2 separate regions of the Mus musculus genome follow, and region 1 is linked to region 2. A link is a contact called in public promoter capture Hi-C data. All regions are on one chromosome and are shown on one strand. The core of a region is the stretch at or near the end of the contact, and the rest is flanking DNA. Distances in the headings are between cores, read along the strand shown. Region 1 holds the start of Agmo (alkylglycerol monooxygenase). Region 2 holds the start of Ahr (aryl-hydrocarbon receptor).

Region 1 (4,316 bases), core at 1,554-4,053, 1.7 Mb after region 2:
GGGAAACCAGGAAAGGGGATAACATTTGAAATGTAAATAAAGAAAATATCCAATTAAAAAAAGAAAACAACCAACAACAAAACCAAAGCCTCACTACTTAATTACACACTGAATTGAAGAATGTTCTTGATTAAGTTGCTGATTCCAAGCAGCTAATATGCTCTACTATAAAATCCAAACCATAAGTGTGCGTCTAAATTGATATACAACAATAATAATTCTCTTTTGTAAGATCGGAGGGGATGATGAGACAAAATACCCAGGGACAGGGGAGGGTACCTCTTTGATGACAATGTTGAGTGTCTACAGTAAGAGATAGAGGACTATTGCTGTTTTACACTTTATTTATAATTAAGTTACATGTATTTTTATTTTGCCATGTGTCACATTGGTAATACCATAGTCATGGAAAAGGCAGAAAGAGCACTTTGTTGTACATAATTATTTTTGTTAAATGGGCATACCAAATAATATATTTATCTGTAATGAGAGTTGTCTATATTCCCAACAATTCTGCTGTAAGATTTACTTTGAAATGAAATTGGTTCAGTGTGACCAGTACATCAGGAAAGATTTGAACATGTCAACATTGTCTCTATGAATGTCTCAGTGAAAATCACCAGGTGACATTAGGAAACAACAGTCTCCTGACGAATGTAAAACTGCCCATCTTAGTAAATATATAAAGCATGAACATACACACCCATGCACACATTTTATTGGTGAAGCCTAGTTGGAGTGGAACACCCCAGTGTATTGGAGATGTCAGTACCATGGGATGATCACCAAGAACAGCAGCCGTAGTGGAGTGGATCAACCTGAGCTTAGAATGCTACAGAGGGCAGAGCTGGAAAAGTGATGCCAGCCCTTAGGCGGAGTTCAATAGATCAAGTGGAATCCCAGACACTGAAACAAGAAGCTGAAACAATGAAATTGCCTTGGAGACTCAAAGATGTTAAAGATGCCAGAGCCATGGGATACATGCTGAGAAAAGCTGCTAACAGGGAGTGGAACCAGCCCCAGGAGAAAGCAGTTTGTTGCAGTCAACAAAGATGAAAAAGGAGTGGAGATCTGAAGACCACTTTGACATCAGTCTTGGAGATGCAGAGTTTGCACACATTTTATAGAAATACTTTATACATGCACACATACCTTATATCTCCTCAGTTTTCTGTGTTAAATGCTGTTATCTCTAGTATCCATGCCTGATGCTATACCTTCTCGAGGTTCTGGTGGTTAATCTACTGTCAACCTGACTGAATTTGGAGTCACCTTACAGACACACCCCTGGGTATTTCTAGGAAGGTATCCCAGGGAGCACAAAGGTCCATTTATCCACAGATCTCCAACGAAACCAGGAATGTTAAGTTTCTAGGATTGTCCTTTCTGTTTTTCCAAAAGATGAGAATTGGAGATAATTAATTGTCCGGTGGTCTGCAATATGTTGGACCAGCCATATCAAGCTCTCACAATCAAGAATGAAGCCGGCTAGTAATTCAAATGTTCCTTACGTTACACATAAAGCCATTGGCTTCCTCAAGCTCCCACAACCCAGGAACAGAGAGAGCTAATAGTATAAATGACACTCACATTATCTATATAGCCAGACACTCCCTGAAACTCCCACAATTGAGAACAGAGATGACAACTACCCAAATGATCTCTATGTTATTTGTATCTACGGGAGATCCTTCCTTAGGCACTTAAACTAGTATAGGTAGCCTATCTCTACGTCCTACCTTCTTGGAATAAATGATATGTAGCTTGAGTTAAGTTTTGATGTAATTGTTACCTCCTTGTGCACAGAGGATTATATTTCATTTAAATATATTGAAGCTAAGTTGCCTGGCATCAGGCTTCTCTGACAAAGAGAAGTCTGACGAAGCTAACCTGAACCCAGTTCCTATTCTCATCACTTCATAGTTCATCTCCTTGCCTAACACCTGCAGAAGCACCCTCAGATTTTGCTAATAAAGACTCACAATGAGTCTGGATGGTACTATCTCATGATATGGGTCTCTGATTTAGTTAAGAAGCAATACAAGAGGAAGCCAGCTTAATGTCAGGATTCTTGATTTTCTCTGTATCCTGACTGCAAACAAAATATTACCATCCATTTTATATTTTCCCTACCATGGCTGTCCCTCCAGGATGGGCTGTATTTTATTTATTTATTAAACTGTGATCCAAAGTCAACCCATATTTTTTCCTTACGTTGCTGTGTCAGACGTTTTGTTACAGCAACATGAAAAGTGATATCAGGTTTCACACAACACTCCTTTCAATATAACCATAATATTCCATAGTAATCATATTGACTAAAGTTCACTCTGACTAATGTCAGAGTATTCACGAAAGGACCACACATTCCCTGACATTGCAATCAAGTGCCTTCTAGTCCTCCAAAAGAGTTCAGTGACTTTAACTCATTTTGTAAGGCACAGGGGAGGTCTCATGACAATCCCTGAACAGTTTCTTAGGGAGTCCCAATAAGGACAAAAAGGATAGAGACATGTAAGTTTCCACTGAACAGCTAGATTATGCAATAAACCGAGTGACTCTGAACTGGTTTGCAGAATGTCCAGAAGTTCAGTTGCTGAGTAGAAAGAAATGCATAGAGGGAAAGAAACCAGGCTCGACTGCAGAGAGGCAACTAATTATTACACAGACTGCCCATTGCTTCTCAGATAGGATTCTGTGAAGAAACAACAAATTCAAAGGCATTGTGCCTTTTAGAGAAAATGTCATTTTGCTCATGTGATCTGAGTTTTGGACTTCCACCACTTTATCAGAGTGAACTTTCACTTGTTCAAAAACTGGTTTGTTTGCTGGGTTACCTCTTTCATTTTCAAAGGCACAGTTACGTAAGCTTTATTTGTTTTTCTTTACTTCTCGTTTCAGTTGTTGATTAGTTACTTAAGCAACAGGCAAACTGCATTGTTTGCTTGTTTCTGTACGTCTTCCTTGTTCCCCCACTTCCTCTTCCTGGGGAATCTTCCACTGAACTGTGAACCTACTCTTGCTGCTAGTGTTCTGTGCCTTTGCACACAAACTCTGCTGTTGGCTGAGGTCTCTGTGGATCTTTGTTCTCAGCTCTTCTCTGACAAGGCTCGCTCTGTGCTACACTGTTCCTTTTCTTTGTTCAGTCTTGCACTTCTGCCACAGAACCACAAATATCTCCAGCTGGAAATCAGACAGGAACAGAAATGAGGAGCCCAGGAGCCCAAGACAATGTTTCAGTTTCTCAGGGTATGCGAGCGATGTTTTACATGATGGAGCCCAGTGAAACTGCCTTCCAAACTGTTGAAGAGGTGCCTGATTACGTAAAAAAGGTGAGCCTGTCTTGGAAGAGGCTTTTTTGCTTTTTTATTACTATATAAACTCAACATATCCCTAAGATTTGTTCAATTTTCTACTTCAAATTATTACAGCCTCATAAAAATCCAATTTCTTACAGTCATAAAGCAAAAGTACAAATTATTCAAGTGAATCAAACTTCGGTACAATATCTACATCTTTGCTTGCAAATTCCCTATTCTTCGCCCTAGAATATAAGAAGAAATTCAAAGTTTTTTAACATGGTGGCATTGCAAATTTGGCTATTAGAAAGAAATGTTAAATAGTTATACTACATCAGTAAACATTGTAACAAATTTATTTGAAAATGTTTAGCTTTTCTACTACCTCCAGGACGGCATTTCCTCTTTGATTTGGAAGAGTAGTTCTGCAGAATAAAGGGTATGCAGGCTGGCTCAGTAAAACTCCAACTTCCGAAGTTTGAACTTGAACCATTTTTTTCCCCTATCGTTTTACTTCTGTTGCTTGGCCATGATTGGAAGTGGAAATATCCAGAATTAGAGCCTGAGCAATAATGTTCCCCACCCTGTCAAAGTTGTTCCTACAACACTTACTAGTTCAGACCAGAAATAGGGAAACTATGACATCATGGAGCAAGTTCTTGAAAGCTCAGTTAGAAAACTTCCACCTCATTATTAGGGTTCACAAAATTGAAGCTCATAATGATTTTGAGATTTGATATTGCCATTTTGTTTATTGAAGAAAGATGCACCAATCCTGTCTTCAAAAATTATTCTTGTTTAGAATTATATTATTTAAAAATATATAATATATTATATATCATATATGATATAAGATATATTATATACGATATATGGTATATAATATTATATATAAGATGATATAAGGCATAAGATATAAGATAAGATAATGTATAAGGTATGACATATAACACATAATATTAATGTTAAATTATTATTTAGATTTTAGGCTTAAACCTAATCAGTGATTGATAGTTG
Region 2 (4,682 bases), core at 2,110-4,609:
TCTAGCAAAGGGCCCCATACTGTAGATCTGCGGAAAATTTAGTATTGTGTACTGTAACAAAATGATTAGTAAAGTTTTGTTATACAGATGGGGCTCACAACGTTTTAATAGAGTGAAGGGCTTCTATATTACTTCAGCATTCCTGAATACTAACAAGGTAAAAATTGATATTGGTGTGTACTTAGCAGCAGATCATGAGAGCCTTGCTACGGCTGGCTTGAATACCACCACAGCTGCAGGTTTTATTGATTGAGCATCTGCTGTTTGCTAGCAATCCTAAACTACCAGTAGCAGTAAGTAAGACCTTTTCTGTCTTAATAAAGCTTCAAAATATATTTCAAGTTTTAATCACCAGAGTAGATTGTTCCATCTTCTGCTTTGCTCAGCCATTTTCATGAGACTGAATAACTAAACAACTGCACACAACATTTTCCTCTCCAAAGAGAATAAGCAAGAACAGGATTTAAGTGGAAACAGACACATCCCAGAAGATTCTATTCCCAGGTTGGTCTTTGACATTCTGCCTTTGAAGATGAGGATATGGGCTAGATGCAAGGCTGCTTAGGATCTCTTAATTTCCTAACTTTCATTGCACTGAAGAAGGAGGAAACAGCTATTCACAGTGTAGTGTATACAAAACACTGTCCTTGGATGGAATTGAACACATTTCAAACTGATTTCCTTCTACAGATAACTGTCATGGTGGGACCGGCCACTAGAGGGGGCTTATTTTGCATCTAGATCCTCATTTGAAGACTGAAAGAACTTCGGGTTAAAATCATGTCACCCACTTTACTCCAAATTTTCACGGAACTGTATATTTAAATATGACATTTTTCGACACTAGAATTACAATGGGTATGCTCCGTATAAAACAGCTATACCTTAAAGGGTACAAGTTAATTAAATTAGAAAGCACAGTCAACACTTGTGTTTTTTCCTGAAATTGAGGTATTTGGGGCCTCATTGCACACAGGCTAAGTAGTTTAACTTAAAGACTCATACTAAAGCTTGGTGACCTGGTTGTTAAGGGTGAACTTTGATTATGTGATTATACAGCTCACTATTTTCTGTTCAGGGGGGACAACGTAAGTACTTTCACTAAAGGACCTAAGTGCCAGCACTAAAGTCTTCGACAAAGCAAGCTGGTGACCTTTAAGGCATTTGAAGGCTCAGAGTTGATTAAAGGTGTTCAGTACAGATCTGATAAACAGAAGTCAAGGACCAAATAAAATAAAATATAAGTTCGTGGGGACAACAGTTTAGTTGTCCGAAATTATCAAATGCAAATAGTGAGACAATATAATAAAAGGTGTAACTTAATCTAAAAGGAAGTGTTGTCGTGTTAAAAAGGAAGCTCTCTATATTAACTAGAAACTAAGAGCACTCGCCGTTATAATGAATAACATTTAAGATGGTGACCTTTGTATAGAAAGCAGTTTATGTCCTTAAATAACATAAGGAAAATCAGTTACTTAGACTTAGACACTCAAGCGGAGCTCCAAGTTTTATGCCCATGTACATAATACCTGAGATTTTTCATCTCATACTGAGTTAGTATTACTATTAATGAAAACAGGGAACAAGCACTTGAAAGCCTCGGAAACTGTAACTGCCAGGAACAAAGTCAAATTGAGCAAACATGTTTTAACAAAAAGAAACCGTCCTACAAAATACTAAAGCACTGAAAGCCAGGGTCCAAAGAACTGCCGGGGTAGAAAACTGCTGAGTCAACGACATTTGCGTCCTTTAAAGTGTACCAACCATAAAACTTCCAAATTCTGATCAAACTATTTACACATGGACATCTCCTCTCAATATTAATTTGTAAGTCAAGATTTGAGGAACTAGGACAGTTGAAATTCTTAAGGGGAATTAAAATCCACAAATAACCCAACTTCTAAGCTAGTAACTATTTGTAAACAGTGTATAAATCTTAAGTTGGTTTTTTTGTTGTTTTTGTTTTCTTTTTTTGGTTCACTTGGTGATAGCTGTCATGTTTCAAGCAAAACACACACTACTGATTGCCTGAAAGTGTTCCTAAAATAATTTATTTTTTTAAAAAAATAACAAATGGTGAGATGTGGAAACTCCAAGGTAATTATGAATGAATGCATCAATACAGACAACTCCTAAATGGAACCCTGTCTCAATCATGAATCTCTTTTCTGAGGGGGGAAAAAAAATCTCCCATCTCATACAAATAGCCCATGGAAATAAAGACCAAAGCCTGTAATCTCTGTCAGAATTGGCAAAAAAAAAAAAAAAAAAAAAAAAAAAAAAAAAAAAAAAGCAAGGGGAAATGAACTACAGGTAGAGAGTAGAAATAACTTAGAAGTCAGTCTAGTTCTTTTTCCTCTTCTTAATGATTTAAAATTTTACAGACCCAAAAGCACTCCAAAAGGAGGAAGAAAACTGCACCAAAGAGTGGCTAAGAATGCCACCAAGCTGCCAGGGCACCTGTCCACTGCACACTCCAACCTGCTATCAATTCTGCGCCTACACCGAGCCCTGCAGAACTGCTGCCTAGGAAGTAAATGAGAGAGCAAAACAGAAAGCTAGGCGCTAAGAACAGAAAGACATTCCTTCAAAGGCACAGGTCCCCTCCTTCAAGACAACACGTGTTTAGCTCTGCCCAACATCTCACCTCAGTGAGCTGTCTACTTATCCTCCGTGTCCCCTAAAGCTCACGGCAGCGGAGATCTAGAGTGGAGGATTTCCAGGCAAGCTTAACTAACTAAGCTAGAGCGGCACTAGGTAGGTCAGAGCTGTCAACGAACCAGCCAGGGAAGGTCGCTGAGCAGTAAAGGTGCAGGTGCCTGAAAGCAGGATTTTTTTTTTTTTAACGCATTGGTTGAGACTCAGCTCCTGGATGGCGGCACGCGTGGGGACCTCCCGCACCCTCGGAGCGCGCCTGCCCGCCGTCACTCACGTTTTCTGCACCGGCTTGCGCCGCTTGCGGCTGGCATAGGTGATGTTGGCGCCGCTGCTCATGGTGCCCGCGCCCTGCCCGCTCCACCTGCGTCCCGGAGGCGGCGCCCTGCCCGCGCTGCGCCCAGGTGAGCCGCCGCCGAGGGCGGGACGACCGCGACGCGCAGGTGCGGGCGACAGAGGAGACTCGGGCTGCCCGAGCTGGCCGCGGAGGAGAAACCCGCACGCTAGCCGCGCCCGGTCCCGAGGGTCAGGAGGGGCCGCAGTGCTCTAGGGCTTCCCGGCTCCCGCGCTGTGCCGCGGCGTCGCTCACAACCCTGCCTGGCAGCCACCCCCGAGTCCGTCCACCAGTTCGTCCTCCGGGTCGCTCCGGGCTGAGCCTCTCCGGGACACGCGTGGGGCACCGAGCGTCAAAGGGAGCGCACACACACGCTGCCGCCCGCCGCGAGCCCGCTCCTCCGCAGCCGCGACCCCGCGCAGCTCCGCCCCGGGCTCCAGCCCCGCCCCACCTGCTCGGCCCCGCCCCTCACGGTTCCCAGGAGGGCCCCACCCTCTTCGCAGCACGTGATGACGCAGGACGTAGTGACTCCCAACACTTCTTGCAGTCCGAGGTTCTGGGGGTGGGGTGGTGTTCGCCCAGTACCTGTTTTCCAGCCTCAAAAGGGGTGTGAGGCCACATTATGCCTAGGCAAATTCCTTGTAACCCAGACATCAAGATTTACCAGGCAAAGAGCTTAGCTCATCCTAGAGTTGAGTCATCTAATTTTTGACAAAGATTTTACATTGAGCTGGTAGATAAATAACTGCGACTGGAGAGCATTCTAAGGGGAAAACTTCAAAAATGCCCTGCAAAGTTAGTTGTCTTGAAGGCTACGAGTTTTATAATCCTTTTCCCTCCCACATTTATTTTATGTCTACAGAAGACAATAAAACATCGTTTCCTCCATCAGACTTCAGGAAGATGAGAAGGAAAGAAGCACAGGAGTGCTGAGAGCATGAGAAATTGGAGGGTAGGTACTGAGACTATGACCAGAGACCTGAGTTTCTGTTAGTAGTACGGTAGAGCTGATGGGAGGAAAAAGAAAAAAAAAAAAAAAGATAATCTAGGAACAAATCATAAAGATTTAATGAAGAAATTGGGTCTCATTCTGCAGACAACAGAGAGCTTTTAAAGGCGTAATTTGGAAGATGATGTTCCATCTTTCTTGGGAAAGTCACTGTGGGAAAAGGTGGAAATTCTGTTACTCAGGAACAAAACAGATGGAAGAGAGAATCGCTGGGAAATTGATGAAATCGACCAGCTGCAAGACCAATGGCACAGCCATGGGGATGAGAGAAAAGAGACAGCAGAGATGATAAAGGAAGAGGGAAGGTCGCTGTTAACCACCAAAGAATAGAGGCAGAGAAGTGAATTTTGGGAGTCAGGTAGGTGATGCTGGACATGAAGAGATAGAGATGAAGTCTGATGTGTTTTATAGATTTGAGAAAGAGATCAGAAGAGAGGATACACAACAGCAAGGAAAAGGATAGCGAGAAAACTAAGAACAACAAATGGTGCCCAGGCTGTGGAGGAAGAAGAACCCGCATCACTGTGGGTGGTTGTAAACTGGTCCAGCCACTGTGGAACTCTGTATAGAGTTTCTCAACAAATTAAAAACAGATCCACAAGATGACCTGCTATTCTCCTGCGCACATACCTGATAGCCCTTCATTCAAAACAAGTGAGAAGTGGACCCAGACTAGATTCACAT

What was found. Promoter capture Hi-C pulls out the DNA fragments that hold promoters and counts their contacts.
Region 1: a contact with region 2 is called in a promoter capture Hi-C map of liver, with 3 times the contacts expected there. The contact joins the promoter of Agmo here to the promoter of Ahr in region 2. A contact is called at or near these places in 3 of 39 promoter capture datasets (embryonic stem cells, hippocampal neurons and liver).

What each region holds. Positions count from the first base shown.
Region 1 is chr12:37,238,836-37,243,151 of GRCm38.p6, forward strand. Agmo (alkylglycerol monooxygenase) reads left to right here and starts at 2,804. Exons shown (of 13, transcript NM_178767.5): 1 at 2,804-3,332. The coding sequence starts at 3,207.
Region 2 is chr12:35,531,630-35,536,311 of GRCm38.p6, forward strand. Ahr (aryl-hydrocarbon receptor) reads right to left here and starts at 3,360. Exons shown (of 11, transcript NM_013464.4): 1 at 2,933-3,360. The coding sequence starts at 2,994.